Regions from separate parts of the Macaca mulatta genome. Here all the other regions are linked to region 2. The links are chromatin contacts, called in public Hi-C maps. All regions are on one chromosome and are shown on one strand. Each heading gives the region's core, a stretch centred on a gene start, on an enhancer-like site or on the middle of the called end of the contact. The rest is flanking DNA. Distances are from core to core; before and after follow the strand shown.

Region 1 (2,700 bases), core at 8-2,507, 200 kb before region 2:
AAGAAAAAAGAAAAAAGCAACAGTGCGAGGTATAAACATCTTGGAAGCCTACATCTGAAAAACGTAACAAAACTTTAAAGCCTGTCAAGTTGGTAGCTTATTAAATTCCTCCATTCACATGAAATTCACAGCAGCACAAGGATTCAAAATGGGTTAGGCACCAAAATGTGATTTAGCAAATCAACGATTCCCCAAAAGTTAGAGGTTGAGGGGCGGGGAAGGGAAAGGCTTTTCCTAAACTGTCCAGGAAATAATTTTCACAGAGCCTTATAGACCAGGAGCGTGCCCAGCAGCGCTCACCCTCGGCCGAGTCCTGCTGCGCACCTCCGGGCCGCGCGTCCCCACCTGCGCACGGTGCCTCCAGTCTGGGCGTGGGCGCGGCCCGGGATCGCGGCGTCCTGGTCTCAAACCAGGGCCGCCACCCGCGTCCGGACCCAGTCCCCTGTGCGCCACACAGTCACTCCCGCCGCTCCGGGCAAAGTTTCCCAAGGTGGGAGACAGCCCACTGCCGGCTTTCAGGAAGTGCACTGGGCGGTGAGGATTCGAACGAGCTCGTCCCGGGGCTGGCGTGCTCACTTCGGAGAAACTCCTGCTCCCGGGACACGTTCACTCCGGCCGCGCAGGCAGCCCGGGCATCGCAGGCGGAGGCGGGGCGGCAGCTGACAAGCAGAGGGGAGTCCAAAGCCGGGCCAGGGCCCTTGTGAAAGGTGAGAGCGGCCGCGTCCCTCCGCTCACGTGGGCCTCGCACGCTCCTCACCGCGCCCGGGCTCCCCTCGCGCCGCCCCACGGCCCCAGCCCACGTCCTCCTCCCGCCGAGCACCAGCCTTTAGGATCGCGCGGAAGCCGCCGAGAGGGAGGCGGCCGGCCAGCAGTTGGGCGTGGCTTCTCGGAGAGAGGCAGCCCCCCAGGGGGCGGGGAGAGCGACGTCACCGTCGGTTCGCGGTGCTGATTGGCGGAGGTGCGGTGCGCGGAGCCCGCAAGCTTCTCCGCCCGGCCCGGCCGCTCCACCTCCTCACCCAGCCGCTCCGTCCTCACCGGCTCGCGAGGTAACCGCTCAGACACCGCCGCCCCGGCTCAGCGCGGACGGCGGAAAGAGGGAGGCGGAAGGACGACAGCTCGCTCGTTTGCTCCCATCCGCACCCGGGCTCCCAGAACCGGCGCGGAGCCCAGGGGGAGGAGCCGCCGCGGGCACGCCCCGCCCCCGGCCCGGGAAGACGACGCCAGCGACCCCGCCGGCCGGCCGCCGCCCCCCTCGCCGGCCGAGACCCACCCCCGGCCCCGGCCCTCCCCCGGCGGCATGGAGGGGCCCCGCTCCTGACGGCCGCGCCGCCGCCTCGGCCCGTGCCCCACCTCGCGGCCCCTCCCGCCCGCCCCCGCTCGCATGTCTGCGCCGCCCTAGCCGAGGATGCTGAGGATGAAGCTGCCGCTGAAGCCAACGCACCCCGCGGAGCCGCCGCCCGAGGCGGAGGAGCCCGAGGCGGACGCGCGGCCGGGCGCGAAGGCGCCTCCGCGCCGCCGCCGCGACTGCCGCCCCCCGCCGCCGCCGCCCGCGGGCCCGCCGCGGGGCCCTCTGCCGCCGCCGCCGCCGCCGCCCCGGGGGCTCGGGCCGCCTGTTGCTGGTGGAGCGGCGGCGGGGGCGGGTATGCCGGGCGGCGGCGGGGGGCCCTCAGCGGCGTTGCGTGAGCAGGAGCGGGTATATGAGTGGTTCGGGCTGGTGCTGGGCTCGGCGCAGCGCCTGGAGTTCATGTGCGGACTGCTGGACCTGTGCAACCCGCTGGAGCTGCGCTTCCTCGGCTCGTGCCTGGAAGACTTGGCGCGCAAGGACTACCACTACCTGCGCGACTCGGAGGCCAAGGCCAACGGCCTCTCGGACCCGGGGCCGCTGGCCGACTTCCGAGAGCCCGCGGTGCGCTCGCGCCTCATCGTCTACCTGGCGCTGCTGGGCTCGGAGAACCGGGAGGCCGCTGGCCGCTTGCACCGCCTGCTACCCCAGGTGGACTCGGTGCTCAAAAGCCTGCGCGCGGCCCGGGGCGAGGGCTCGCGGGGCGGCGCGGAGGACGAGCGCGGCGAGGACGGCGACGGCGAGCAGGACGCCGAGAAGGACGGCTCGGGCCCGGAAGGCGGCATTGCGGAGCCGCGGGCCGGCGGCGGGCTGGGCTCCAGGGCCCAGGAGGAACTGCTGCTGCTTTTCACCATGGCCTCGTTGCACCCGGCTTTCTCCTTTCACCAGCGGGTCACCCTGAGGGAACATTTGGAGAGGCTCCGCGCCGCACTCCGCGGGGGCCCCGAGGACGCGGAGGTGGAGGTGGAGCCGTGCAAGTTTGCCGGCCCCAGGGCCCAGGTAAGGCGTACGGAGCTTCCCTGGACTCGCGGTGCGACCGCTGCCCCGCCGGCCTCGCTCTCGGACGCCCCTTGCCCGAGCCCCAGCCCGGCGCAGGTGGCTCGGAATCCCCACCCGGCAGCTCCCAGCGCCAGAGGGCTGGGCTTCGTCTCGCTGGGCCGCTCCGTTCCACTCCCCCACCCCACCCCACACCCCGGCAGACACAGCCACCCGCCATCACAGAATGCTCTAGAAGTCTCTTCCGTGCCACGGTGTTGCCACGGAAGACGTGGAGCTCCCCGCCCGGGGCCCCAATCGGAGGAAGAGTGTCGGGACGGTTTTGGCTCTGAGCATCTCAGCGCTCGGTGCGGGAGCTGCGG
Region 2 (2,700 bases), core at 6-2,505:
GAATGGTAATTCAATTAAAAAGGTGTACTAAATTCTTTTAAATAGTAAACTGCCCTAGTCCAGCTTACAACATTGATTCAACTTACGAAAAATACTTTTCAGACCACGACTAAACATTGTAGCAGTAGAAAAGATTTTTTTTTCCCCTGAATGACGAAAGAAAAAAACAGAGAAGACGTTAAGAGAGAACACATGGAAAAAGCCCATCTCATACTCCATTCTAATGTTTCTTCTACTTTCCAGTGCTTTCCGTGTCATTAAACTACTTCAAACTTCAAGATCAATGGGGAACAATGAAACCTCAGTCCTTTGCCATTTTCCTTTTCAGATACAGGAGAGGGAGAGGACAGGTTTAGGGTTGTGCCTTCCAACAAGAACATTCAACGACAGCCTCACTTAGAATTCCCAGACACTGCCTGTCTTCCTGGGTCTTGAAAAAGTGGGGGAAAAGTGAGGTTGGCCCACTCAGACTGCCAGTGATGCTGTGGTGTGACGGGTGTGTATCTCTATCTCACACAATGGGCAGAGGTGAGGACTGGGACCTGGGACCTTCGTACTGTTTAGAGTCCCTGAAAGTCCTCACCTTTAATTAGTAGGGAAAATAAAAGTCATATGGCAAGCTGGAGTGCAGGTAAAATACAAGTTAATGAACATGAGCATTCTTGTTCATTAAGAACTCTGGCACAGAGTTCAACGGCAGAGGGCACAATACTCACTGGCCATGGCCAGCTGCTGCCGGCCAGGAGGAGCACAGCCAAAGGACCGCTGGGACTTGTAGTCCACCATGTCTCCCTCGGGATTGCCGGTCCCGTGACGAGAACCACAACTCCCAAGGTGTACCGCGCGCCTCTGTCTTCACCGCCCTCTCCGAGGCCGGCTCAGGAACCTCCCGGGAAACTGCCCCCCACCCCGCCCCCGTACGTACGCGTCACGTTTGTTTACCCTGAAGCTCCGCCTCCGGCCATCCCCCGGCTCTCCCCACTCCTCCCTGGAATGCCGTCATGCCGGCGATGAATATTCATGAGGCACACGCGGCCCTCCCGCCCTGCCAGCCTCCCGCCTTCCCGCTCCCGGAGGGTGATTAATATTCAATGAGCCCAGATCCGCGGCTGGTTCGCCGGGTTGAGGCGGGGGGAGCGGGCGGGGCCCGCGCTGGGGAGCCGGCGACCGGGGCGGGGAGGGCGTGTGTCGGGGGGGCGGTGGCGGCGAGGCGGGCGCGCGGGATGGAACACTGAGACACCGACGGAATGCTTCGAATCGCCACATAATCCCCTGGAACGACCGCGCCGAACGCCATTGGCTTCTCCCTTCTCCGCGCGCCGTCGCCGTCTCCCACCTCCGCCTCATCGCCTCCCTCTCCGCCCGCTGCCTCCGGAGCTGGGGGGGAAACGCGAAGCCCCACTGCAATGGAGCCCGCCGCCGCGGCCACGGCGCAGCGACTCCCCGAGCCCGGCAGGGAGGACCGAGCTTCGGCTCCGGCGGCCGCCGCTGCGGCAGCAGCGGCCGCGGCGGCTCTGGCGGCGGCGGCTGGGGGCGGCCGGAGTCCGGAGCCCGCGCTGACCCCGGCGGCCCCGAGCGGCGGGAACGGCAGCGGCGGCGGGGCGCGGGAAGAGGCCCCGGGCGAGGCGCCGCCGGGGCCGCTGCCGGGCAGAGCAGGGGGTGCCGGGCGCAGGAGGCGGCGTGGGGCGCCCCAGCCCATTGCCGGCGGGGCTGCCCCCGTGCCCGGGGCCGGCAGCGGCGCCAACTCCCTCCTGCTGAGGAGAGGGCGGCTGAAGAGGAATCTGTCCGCGGCCGCCGCGGCCGCCTCGTCGTCGTCGTCGTCGTCGTCGTCGGCCGCTGCTGCCTCGCACTCCCCCGGCGCTGCCGGCCTCCCCGCCTCCTGCTCGGCCTCGGCGTCGCTGTGCACCCGGAGCCTGGACAGGAAGACGCTGCTCCTGAAGCACCGGCAGACGCTGCAGCTGCAGCCGTCGGACCGGGACTGGGTGAGGCACCAGCTCCAGCGCGGTTGCGTGCACGTCTTCGACCGCCACATGGCCTCGACCTACCTGCGCCCGGTGCTCTGTACACTGGACACCACGGCCGGCGAGGTGGCCGCCCGCCTGCTGCAGCTGGGCCACAAAGGCGGCGGCGTGGTGAAGGTGCTGGGCCAGGGGCCCGGAGCTGCCGCCGCCCGGGAGCCCGCTGAGCCGCCCCCCGAGGCCGGCCCCCGGCTCGCGCCCCCGGAGCCGCGGGACTCGGAGGCGCTGCCCGCGAGGAGCGCGCCGGGTGCCGTCGGGGGTCCTCCGCGCGCGCCCCCCGCCGACCTACCCCTTCCCGCCGGCGTCCCGGGCGGGTGGTCGCGCCGTGCCAGCCCCGCGCCCTCGGACTCCAGCCCCGGCGAGCCTTTCGTCGGGGGCCCTGCCTCTTCTCCCCGCGCCCCGCGGCCTGTGGCCTCCGACACCGAGAGCTTCAGCCTGAGTCCCAGCGCCGAGAGCGTATCCGACCGGCTGGACCCCTACAGCAGCGGCGGCGGCTCGTCGTCGTCGGAAGAGGTCGAGACCGACGCAGCCTCGGCCCCGACGGCGGTCCCGGGCCAACCTCGCCGTCCCGGCCGCTCCGCGCAGCCCCTCCCGCCTCCCCAGACGGCCTCCTCGCCTCGGCCGCAGCAGAAAGCCCCGAGGGCCGTTGACAGCCCGGGCGGGGCCGTCCGCGAGGGGTCGT
Region 3 (2,700 bases), core at 201-2,700, 130 kb before region 2:
GATGGTGAGGAACCTAGCAAACATAGCTCTTCATTAGACTAAGATTAGTTAATTTTGCTCTATGCACTGATAAAGGATATAGAAGCTATTCCTTGCCCTCACAGATTAAACCTAGTTGGAGAGCTTGCCAGTTAATGGTACGTATGGACTGTACAGACGTGCCGAGTTGTACAGCCATGATTATTCAGTACCAAAGTAAAAGTTCATGGCAAGGCAAATCTACATTTCATTTTTTATGTAAGCACTAAGAATCGAATGTTTCTGAGAAGGCTCCAGAGATGACAAAGCACGGTGTGAAATACCTGTTTTCTGAAGGTTTTGCTGAGCACCTAGTACTCAGCAGCACCATCCATTTGGGCTTGGAAGACACCGTTTTCAGTTCTCCATACTGATTACAAAAGCATTCTAAGGGTGAAGGCAGTGAGACCCTATGGAGGCAAGCTGTGACAATGGTTCCACCCCATGACACTCCCATAATCTTACAAGAAGAAAGAAAAAATACCCCCCTCCACCCAACCCCACCCCACCAAGAGGGCTCGCTGATTTCCAGAGCAGTGAGTTTTGAGGTGTGAGACATGAAGTAAAGAAAGGGGATCCCTGTCTGGAAATGTGGTCACAACATCTCTACGCCTTCCTCTCCTTAGGGGGCAAGACCAGCTGTTAAAGGATGAGGGGCTCTGGGGTCCCAGGGCTGAGAGGCAGGTGTCAGCTCGGGGCGGAGGGAGCTGGAGTGCCCTCACCCCTTCAGATGACCCTGTGCAGAGAGAGGACAGGCCAGGGCGGGCAACCTTGTCTTTCCCTGGATGCTCGTTGACATACTGGCTTTGCACAGGGTGCATTCCTAAGGTCAGTCTATTACTGCTGCTTACAGCTGTTGTGCCTGTCCATGCAAAATTTACCTAATTCCTCAATGCTGTCCTCTGTTGTAAACCCCCTGAATTGGAACATGGGTGCACATCACCTGAGCTCTGTGTGTGTATGCAAATGTTTATCAATTGTGGGAGCTTTGGAATTTGGGGGGTTTGGGGCTTCCTCTTGTCTGTTCTGTAATGGGGGGGCACATCACACGTGTGGGGACCAGAGACCTTTCCTTCACGCAGTCACCTCCACCTGCAGAGAATGCGGGCCGTGGTCACCAGAAGCCCTCAATCCCATGATCTTGTTTTGCTCTTTGAAATGTGGCGGTGGGAGTTGTGGCGAGGTGGGGGGTTGGGTGGTTCTTCATTGTTTTTCTTTTTCCTCTTGCAGTTCCAATTTGAGCCGCTGTGAAAAAGGCCTCCAGCAGCCTCTCAGCAGAAGAGATTGCTCATTGGAACGCAATGCCACCTGGTGGGGGACGAGGACAGTGCGAGCAAGCAGGTGTTACTTCCTACTGACCTCATTTAGAGAACATTAAAAGTAAGAGAGAGAACATTTGGGGTTGTAAGCCTGTGCCCAAAACCTTAAAGAATGCAGGCAGCTGGCCATAAAAGCGACTTGAGCAATGCCCTCATTCAGCCGTCGAAATCTCAGTTCGTGTGTAAGCACTTTAAAGTTTCCTCTGCACTTTTCCTGTGTTCATTTGGTCATCACAGCTGTGAAGTGGGCTGGGAATTTTTCCCCTCGTTTTATGGGAGAGGAATTTTGGGTTCAGCGAGACGAAGTGCTGCAGACTGGCCCATGATGACGCTCAGGCCTCTGCTTGAAGTTGGTGCTCACTTCCCGGCACCACGTCCTGCCCCCACAGGTGCTTCTGGCAAGGAACTGTGTAAGATGATAGGAAGCCACAGGCGGGATGGCCGTGTGCTTTCTGGTCTAAGGAGGGCTGGACCAGGTCGTGGGCACACGTGGAACACACACCACGTCCTATCCCATAGCGAGGCCTCTTTCATGTGGCTCTCGAAGGATTTGAGGACACGGGAGGGTGAAAAGTTTCCAGAGAGAAATATTCAGGACTTTTAGAACTAGGCTTTCAAAAGCATTTGCCTGTCAGATAAATTCAGGTGGCATCAGTGCAGATTTTAAATGTGTACAGATACCCCCACTCGCACACTGAGTTGTGCTTCACTCAAGTTTTGTGCACGGAGTATTCCATTAGATCTAATGAAGCAGTGGGGCAAGCAGAAAGGAGAGGTGACTACTGATGTTTTTAAAGCTCTGACAGTCACGTATAGATTGTCCCAAGTACCCCTTCGGCCTGCTGCCCCCAAGACACTCCGAAGGCAAAGATGGATGGTGACAAAGTAACCTGCACACAGAAACAAGAACAGTCACCCCCCACCCCAACAAGCCCTGCTGAAAGTGAAGAATGCCACCAGGCTGCCTGGCAGTTACTGAGTGCTTATTCCTGCTAGCCTACTGGACTCACATCGTATTTGTTACATGGTAACTTAACTGTACCTTCCATGCCTTCACAAAATCAATTGTACAAGAGAAGGCACCCACCACAGTCCATGTGACCTTTCTCAGTCTGATTTACATAGTGGGGATGGTGACACTCGCTTTGTAGAGTGGTTGCACAGATTGAACCTGGCAAACAGACATAAAGCACTCAATGTCTGACACATAGTGAGCTCTCAAGAAGTTTGTCATGCAGGTGACACTTGAATGCCCAGTATGGGCCATACATCATCAGCTCATTTCAACCCCCACAGCCCTGTGAGGGAGGAACTCCGCCCCATTTTACAGTTAGGGAAATTGAGGCACAAAGGCTAAGAGTTG

The links. Hi-C and Micro-C count contacts between places; a contact is called where the count stands out from the background.
Region 1: a Hi-C map of fetal cortex germinal zone shows a contact between it and region 2, with 3 times the contacts expected there. The contact joins the promoter of ZCCHC2 here to the promoter of PHLPP1 in region 2. A contact is called at or near these places in 2 of 14 Hi-C or Micro-C datasets (fetal cortex germinal zone and liver).
Region 3: a contact with region 2 is called in a Hi-C map of liver, with 5 times the contacts expected there. The contact joins the promoter of LOC144336452 here to the promoter of PHLPP1 in region 2. A contact is called at or near these places in 2 of 14 Hi-C or Micro-C datasets (fetal cortex germinal zone and liver).

Annotation. Positions count from the first base shown.
Region 1 is chr18:18,373,700-18,376,399 of T2T-MMU8v2.0, reverse strand. ZCCHC2 (zinc finger CCHC-type containing 2) reads left to right here and starts at 1,257. Exons shown (of 15, transcript XR_013408276.1): 1 at 1,257-2,341.
Region 2 is chr18:18,176,421-18,179,120 of T2T-MMU8v2.0, reverse strand. PHLPP1 (PH domain and leucine rich repeat protein phosphatase 1) reads left to right here and starts at 1,255. Exons shown (of 17, transcript XM_015122148.3): 1 at 1,255-2,700. The coding sequence starts at 1,407.
Region 3 is chr18:18,309,881-18,312,580 of T2T-MMU8v2.0, reverse strand. LOC144336452 reads left to right here and starts at 1,450. Exons shown (of 1, transcript XM_077975089.1): 1 at 1,450-2,700. The coding sequence starts at 1,450. The coding sequence ends at 1,941. It overlaps ZCCHC2 (zinc finger CCHC-type containing 2), which reads left to right. Exons shown (of 15, transcript XR_013408276.1): 15 at 1,249-2,700.